Regions from separate parts of the Gossypium hirsutum genome. Here region 1 is linked to region 2. A link is a contact called in public Hi-C data. All regions are on one chromosome and are shown on one strand. Each heading gives the region's core, a stretch centred on a gene start, on an enhancer-like site or on the middle of the called end of the contact. The rest is flanking DNA. Distances are from core to core; before and after follow the strand shown.

What was found. Hi-C and Micro-C count contacts between places; a contact is called where the count stands out from the background.
Region 1: a contact with region 2 is called in a Hi-C map of leaf, with 1.6 times the contacts expected there. The contact joins two enhancer-like sites. A contact is called at or near these places in 6 of 34 Hi-C or Micro-C datasets (all in leaf).

Annotation. Positions count from the first base shown.
Region 1 is chrA05:41,733,277-41,737,640 of Gossypium_hirsutum_v2.1, reverse strand. No RefSeq gene overlaps it. Among protein-coding and RNA genes, the nearest start is that of LOC107897311, 13 kb to the left of the region's middle. Within about 2 kb of position 1,305, at least 9 of the 9 cell types and tissues checked have an H3K27ac peak or open chromatin away from gene starts, as enhancers often do. A contact at or near this core is called in leaf, where this site is marked.
Region 2 is chrA05:41,669,316-41,673,487 of Gossypium_hirsutum_v2.1, reverse strand. No RefSeq gene overlaps it. Among protein-coding and RNA genes, the nearest start is that of LOC121229122, 28 kb to the right of the region's middle. Within about 2 kb of position 1,992, at least 7 of the 9 cell types and tissues checked have an H3K27ac peak or open chromatin away from gene starts, as enhancers often do. A contact at or near this core is called in leaf, where this site is marked.

The sequences.
Region 1 (4,364 bases), core at 56-2,555, 65 kb before region 2:
CGTAGGCCTATCTTGTTTCCCTACCGACCCATTAGCGTGACTGCCCGTGACCCCCAAAATCATAGGTGCACCGGAAGCATATTGATTTGCTTCAGTTGGATAAGCCTGCAAACAAAATCCATTTGGGTTTTCCTTAGAAAGCGGCCCAAGCAAAAACCTATTCGACCCATTATCATTCAAACTCTTTTTCCCCAAACTTTTCAGCCTTATTCTGTCAACTCCTTGGCCCGATTGGACTTCTCCCCCAATACGCACAACATCTAAATTGGTAGTCTTCTTTTGGGCTTCCGAATCAAGGCCCAAATTTTTAACAGATTTGTTATGTGGGTTAGTCAAAGATTTAAAGGTGTCTTCTTCCTTAGAATCAAGGGTAATCAAATTAATTTCCACCGCATGAAGATTCAATCCCCCTAAATCTTCCTTTGTCATCCCTTCTTCACCACCAGCCATCTTGCCCTCGTCATTAAGGACATCAAATCTGGAGCCTAATCTTCCTTTTCCAACAACCTTACCACTAGATTCTCGAGAATCCCTCGATCATCGTTGGATCTACACTCTACCAACATCCAAGGTTCGAAAGTTGGTTCAGACTCCTTCCCAAGTTCGCCCTTATTTTTGCTTGAACCACCGTCGGCCACCACCTTTTCATCATCTTTGCCCGACTTTTCTTTCGACAAAGAGCACAACTCCATCACATGCCCATATTTCCACAAGTAAAACAAACCGTTGGCAAGGCTTCATATTCCACCCGTTGAATTTCGCCATTAACACAAATCTAAGAGATGAGAGGCTTATCCAGGTTGATGAACACAGCCATCCTGGCGAATCTGCCCCCAGTTCTATTGTCGGTCTTAAAATCAATCTTAGTAACCTTACCAATTGTGCTTCCAATTGCCTCGAGAATCTCCGTTTTGTACATAAATCCCCGTAGCCCAGGAGCCTAATCCAAGCCATAACCACACTTGGGTATGGTTGAAGAGGAGAAAAGTCTTTTGTCCATGGCTGAACGGTCAAATATTGCCCAAAAATTATCCATGGTCCCTGTGTTAAAACTTTGCCATAATCCTCCTTGTTCTGAAATTTAGCTAAAAAAATACCCATTCTCAATATCTATTAATTGAAATGGTTGTATAGGCTTCCAAAGATTGCTAATCCGATTAAACAGAACACCATAGCTGATATTTTGGCCTAGTAGTTTCAATACTACTGTCGTCTCCATCTCTTTGTATAAGATTTCTTCGACTCGGTCGGAAAAGTCAATTGTCAGGATTCCATCAATGGTCCATCAAACCCCACAAATTCTTGACTAGCCCCAAAGAGTTTGTCTTTCCATGACGTTATCATATTCGAGGGTGGATCAGAGCCCACAGCCATATTTACAGAAACCCCGTCAAAACCATCTTTAAAACTTACTTTCTTAGTGTTGCGATCTTCAGATAACCGCAAATCACCGTCACCGTCACCGTCAACCACTTTCAGAGAGTTTTCCATAAAAAATACTTCTTTTAAAATGTGTTTTTTTTTGTATAATTTTGATCAAGCCTAAAGTCACAAGGTCATTTGTGGTTTGATTGAATTTATTATTTTTAAATGATCAGTGGGCTTGTAGATGTTAGTTTGGAATGGTTGGACTATTGGTTTAACTAGCCTAGTTTATTTTTTTATTTTGTCTATAACATACCAAAAGACTTTCTCTCTTTTCTATAACATACCAAAAGACTTTCTCTCTTTTTTCTTTTTTTTTTTGGTGATATTTCTAAATTCTCTAGTTTTTTAAATCATTAGGTAAAGCTAGGAGTAGTCAGTAGAGTTATGTATTTATTATAGCTAAATTTGACTTTTGAATCAGAAGCTTAAGTCTTGTAATTCTTTACTTTTTTTGAGCGATTTCCGAACTTAAAAATTTTATAAATTGTGTTATTGGTGATATATAATTTATAATTTTTATGTAGAGTCGGAAATCATTTCATAACGATAAGAGCATTACTTTTCTATCGAAATTTGTTCGTGTTGGTATCAATCTATTTTAGCATATTGATTTGAATTTATCAATATTTTATAAAAATATTTAATATATACATACAAATTTATTTACAAATATAAAATGAAAGAGAATAAATAAATTATATATAATTATCATTAAATTATTGATAAACTCCAAGTAAAAAACCATTATTTGAAAAATTCAAAATAAACGGGAAAAAGTCATCTCATACGTTAAAAAATAATAATAATAAAAGATTATCTACAACAAACTATCCCATACTAAACATATATGATAGAAGTTTCATAAAACTATATACAAGGTGTGTTCGTGAAGCTATTAGGATTATTGCCCTATTTTTTCGTTTCATTTATTACTTCTTTTTTATTTATTAATTTTTAATTTAAAATTTAAAGTAATAAACTTTAATAATTAAATTTTTTATTATTTATCATTATAAACAATAAAAAATAATTTCACATTTTTTTAACATTTTACTGTGTCAGTTAATGCACAATGTTTTTGTCAATACAATCAGAATTAAGTGAAACAAGTCAACGTGACTAGTGCAAACTAAAATGTTCATCAGTGTGGAACATAGAATTGAATGTTCTAGTTTTCCATTGGAATGATGTGCATCGACTAGGGATGGAAACGAGAGTTTGATCGATATCCTGACCCTGACTCTTAAAAAATATTCGTCCCGAGCTCAAAATTTAATAGAAGACTTGATTCCGTCCCAACCCACCTTGAATTTAATTTAATTATTTTATTTTTTATTTTGAAGCAAAGAAGATTGATTTTTTTTAGTTTGAACGTAAAACTTAATATTTTTATTTTTATTTATTGAAAACAAAGGTTAATATATGTTTATATTTTAGGGGTATTTTTATAAATATCTTGAGGCAGGGTAGATTTACCTCAAACCCAGCTCCGACCCTGACCCGACTATTTTTCTAGTTTCACCCAACCCGTCCTAAACCTAATTTTCCAAAAACAAAATCCAACCCTAACTAATCAGGTCATGTCGAAAATGAGATTTTTTTTTGCCGTCCATAACACTAGCCAGTAAGGCCAAAACTAGTCCAAAACCTAGTACATTGTTCAAGTCACTTTTATGCTTAAATATAATGGAATAATAGCATGAATGACTCATGTACTTTATTAAATCTTTTAATATGATATCACTACTTTTAAAATATATACTTAAACTTTAATTATATTACCTTCCTCTACCTACCTTAAATTTGAAAGGATTAGATGTGGAACAAATGTAGGCTAACACATACGCAATTTGTCACGTCATTATTTTATTTAGGTTACTGATCAAGAAACCAAAAATTGATTTTTAAGCCAAAAAAAATGACAAAAAAACCCAAAAATGATAACACTGTTGCTAATGCCAACCCCATCTAAGATGGTCTTCTCCAGTCACAACGGCCACCAAGTGTAATAAAAGGAAAAGAAGGCTAGACACATCGCTGCATTGGAACCCACATATCCACTTTTTTCTTGTCTATAGCACTCATGTAACAAATCTGTATAATGAGAGAAATGCAAAGAATAGAAACAAGAGATTAGTAGTGAAAGAGAATGATTCTACTTATTCATTAAATAGAGGAGTATTGATACAAAAATGGTCAAAAAATTTAAACTCATTAAGTAATTAGTTATACACACGTGCTAATTATATATATTCTTGATACTCTTCCTACTTCTCATTCTTCTAAAGCCCTTTGTGAGTTGCCATAGAGATCATGTGGGCTGACAACACCAAGTCGTTGTCTTAGATGAATAAAGAAATTGTGACTACGATTGGTTTGTGATATAGACCTCCCCAAAAGTTAATTATTAAGGTTGGAGAGCCTAAGTCTATAAAAATCTCGTTAAGAAATCCCTTACATTTTTATATGGGAGTCAAGTCCCATCCCTTGCAATTGACACATAATAGTTTAGCAAAAAATATATGCAATCTAATCAACAACAAGCACATAATTTACTTGAACAATTCCACTAGGAACCTTTTTCTCGTACAAAGTAGAGATCTAACTTTACATGCTTCATTCAAGCATATTGCACTAGATTTGCTACAAACACTACAGCACTAGTATTATCACACCATGTGATTAGTGTATGTGGCAAAGAAACACCCATTTCAGTCTATAATGATTTAACCCACATGACTTTGGTAACACCCATAATCGTTTCCATCGTCAGATTAGGGTTACAGAGTATTATCGTACTATTCAAAATAATCAATAATAGATAGCATCAAGTTTACCATATTAATTAACAAAATTTCATAATTAATTAAGATCGAAGTAAAACATACTCTTATGGGTCTTAAATCGAGCATTCAAAGCCCTAAAAATAGTTTAAG
Region 2 (4,172 bases), core at 743-3,242:
CCGTTTTTTAAAAAAAAATTAGTTTCGAAAGAACAATGTGTAGACCATTGTAGACAGCATCGATTTTAGTGCCATTTAGGGTTATGGAAGGAAGGAGAAAAAAAACAAAAGCAAAAAAAGAAGGGATGGAAAATAAAGAAACAGAAGGAAGACCAAAGTTAAAAGAAAAAAATATTTGAAAAAAGTACAGGGACTACCAGTTTGACCCAAAATTAAAATCTTATAGCTAAAATTAACATGTCAATAACATAATAAATCGATAATCTTATCCATCATATATATAATAATTTTTTAGATTGGACAATTAAAATGTAAATTTATGGAAACAAAAGTCATTACTTTTATATTTTTTAAAAAAAATAATGGTTTTTTTCCTAATTTGGTTAACAATATATTCATAACAATTTCTCAATTTTTATATTTTTTTTATCAATTTAACTCTAATTCTATATAAAAAATTAAAATTCTTTTTAAAATTTATATAGAATTTTTTTATTAAAATTTATATAGAATTTTTTTTAAAAAAAATTATTTAGCCAATGTGACATTTTAATAAATAAAAATTAAGTTTAGTTTTTGCTGTCACCCCTTACTCTTTCTCCCTTTGTACTCCATCTTCTTCGATTTGTTTCTTGCCTCTTCCCCATCAGAGTTTTGAGGAATTTTTTAACTTGTGGGTTTTGATGGATTTCAAGCATTGATAAAAAAGGAAATAAAATCATTTTAACTTGAACACGATTAGTTCCTATTTGCTGTGAGTTTGGAGAGAAATTCTTTTCAAATAAAATAATTTTAAATACTGTAAATGATAGAGAAGTTTGAAGGTTGGAGATGGACCCTCAAAATGCACCAATCAGATCCCATTAAGACGACAAGCCATATCAGTCTGAACCATCCCAACATGGTAATGCTTTCCTTGATGCCCTTGATTACATAAAGTAGACTGACTCGATGAAGGTTCAAACAAAGTCGGTGAATGGTCTTGCGGTGTGAGACTAGTGACGGGTTTAAGTTGTGGATACATGTCTGTTTGGTAGGTTTAGATTCGATTCAGTTTAAAAAAATAGACTTAAAATTTTATTTAAGTTCAACTTAGATAAAAATATTAAAATTTGGATTTGGTCCAACTCGTCCGTATTAATGCATTTTATATTATTTTTATATAAAAATTTAAAAATATAAACATTAAAAACATTAAATAATGTTTCACAATAAATTAAAAATAAATTAAAAAAATTATAATTAAATAACACTTAGATAAGTACAACTTAATAAGTAAATACCTCTAAAATAGTAGAAAAATTAATAATAAAATAAGAGTTAGACAATATCCGAACAATAACAATCTAATAATAAAATAGAAGCAAAACAGTGACAAAATAGCATAATTTTTTTTTTGTAAATTCGGACCAAGATAAAAAAACCTTACTCAAGACCTAAAAATGGGCCTTATTTTTTTTCAAACCCATGTTTCGAGTCTATATTTTTACTCAAACCTTCTCATTTTTCAAGCGAGTCTTTGGGTCAAGTAGATCTAATTTAAAGTGACTTGAAGGGTTCAAAAATTGTTGGTGTTCTCTTACTTTTACCACAATCTATGCAAAGAAAAAAAAGGTTTTCTCTTGTCCTTCTTGTTCCTATTATATATGAAGTGCATTGGGGGATTCGTAGAAGAAAAAGTAGGAAAGAAAGGAGAGGAAAACCTTTTGGTGATTCTGAAAGATTTTGGCCCGGAGATTCTGGCGTGGAGCAATGGAGGCTACTGGGGTTCTATATAAATTTTAGAATTGATATGGAATAATTAGTGCAACGGTCTTATGTTTAAAATTCTGTTAATTTTCTATTAATCCTTTGTTTAGTTATCATTAGAACAAAACGATGTGTTTTGGGTAATAGTATTAGTAAAACGGTGCGTATAAAGGGCACGTCAAAAACGATTTATTTGAGGATATAACTGTTTAGTTAAACGGTGCGGATTGGACAACTATTGCTCGACGTGACAGGTTGTCATTCCTAAGCCGCTATTTGCTTTTATATTGACCAATCAACATAAGGAATGGCAGTTATGAGAAATACACAGTTTTTCTTCTTCATTTCTCTTCTCTTCTATCTGCTATTTCTTCCTTTCATTTTTCTGTTTCAAATATTCTACCGTATCAAAAGTATCAAAGCCTGCGATCCACATGGCCACTGATGGAGTTACCATGCGTCAGCAGAAGGAAATAGGTTTGATGCAGCAGGAGTTGTTGCAGCTCAAAAAGGAGTTCACCCAACTTGATGCCAAAATCGATTCTCACCTCAAGGATTTTCATGAAGAGTTCAAATGCGAGCTTATATCCGAGCTCCATTCCTTCTTTTATCAATATTTGACTCAGGTTTCGGGACAAAACTCAAGTGGAGCACCAATAAGAGGAAAAGGAATCCTAGAGACACTGCCCCCCCGGGTTTCCACCTAAGGATAACTTGGTTATGTCTCCTACTGTTGATTTGGGGCACCTGGGTGTCCATTCTCTAGCGATATCGATGGATACATTGGGTAGATCTTTCCAGTGGGGTTTTCCTCGATTCGATGGTGAAGATTTCCAAGGTTGGTGGTCCAAACTCGAGCAATTTTTTGAGCCAGATGTTTGGACCCTATGACTGAGTAGCTGGCTTGAAAGATCCGAGGCTTGAAAGATCGCTTTGGTGTTGCCAGATGTTTGGACCCTATGACTGAGTTGGTGGCTTTCAAACAGGTTAGTATAGTGGACTAGTATCATGATAATTTTGTGAGTCTCCTCAACCAGTTACATTTACTTGAGAGCTATGCCTTAAGCATTTTTATTTACAATCTTCAACCTGAGATTGAAAAATACTTAAGGTTGTTTAAGCCCACTACTCTGGTGGAAGGATATATACTTGCTCGAAAAATGGAAGAAATTGTTGGTAGTACCTTTAAAAAACCAAGTTCTTTTGGGGGCACCTCTGGTTATTCGAGGACACTGTTTTCCACTAGCAAGGGACATAGTCACAACACTGTTAGTAGCTTCTCGAGCCCAAGGACTCATCATATCGCGTCCCCAAACCATAAGTTACCTACAAAAGCTCTTTCTCAAACTGAGATGGATGAGAGAAGAAGGAAAGGGTTGTGCTTTTGATGTACAACCAAATACACACTAGGGTACAAATGCAATAGATCCCAGCTGTATCAGCTAGTGATAGACGTCATCTAGAGCACAATTTTGAGCATAGGAGTCCTACCTCAGAGGAGTTCCAGGATTGCCTTGAGAAACTGGACACCTTGGAAAATGAGAGTGATACTGTTGCACCAGTCCTATCTTTGCAATGGATCCTAAGGCCACAACACCATGCAATTTCTGCCACGATAGACAAAGCGGAAATTGTTATTCTGGTGGACTATGGTAGCACCCACAATTTTGTGGATTCGAGGTAGTTGAAGAGATTTAAACTTGCAATAGACAACTCTTTGTGTCACATTCTGGAAATCGGGTCGGTAGTGTAGGCATTAAATTATAGATTAGAAATAGGTAAAATAAAAAACACGTTAGTAATTAGGACAAAATAGGAATAGAAGCTAAACTAGAGAACTTAAATAGGTAATTTATGATTAATGATTAGTGGGGGATTTATTAAAACAAGGGTAGAATTAGGAGGGATCTATAGTATAAATAAACCAATTTTAATTAATGGATTTGGCTGTAAAAGCCAACACTGCTCATTTTCTTCCCCACGTTTGCACATTTTCTTCATTTCAAAAATTTGTTGCGTCTGGTAGTTGGTTTGCTTTCAGAAATTTTCTGCACATGGTATTTTCTGAGCAGCCAAGCACCATTTTCTTCTTTAAAATTCTTAAGTAAAGCAACATTTTTTTCTCTTAAACCTTGGTTCGGTTATTAAGCGGACCACCCGGGAGTCACGAAAGATAGCAATATCGATGGTAAACAATTTATTTTTATATCAAATTCGCATGAAAAGCTTTTGGCTAAAGTATCTACAATTTAGATAACAAATATGAATACTTTCTGTTTTTTTTTTTAATGTTTGGTTTCATGAAAATGGTGGATCGAAGCTAGCAAAACTATGAAATGTTTTCTAAAATAATTTTCAAAGAACATTAAAAAAATATAATAATAATAAAAGGTTTACAATCCGATTTAGCAAAGTTTTTAAGA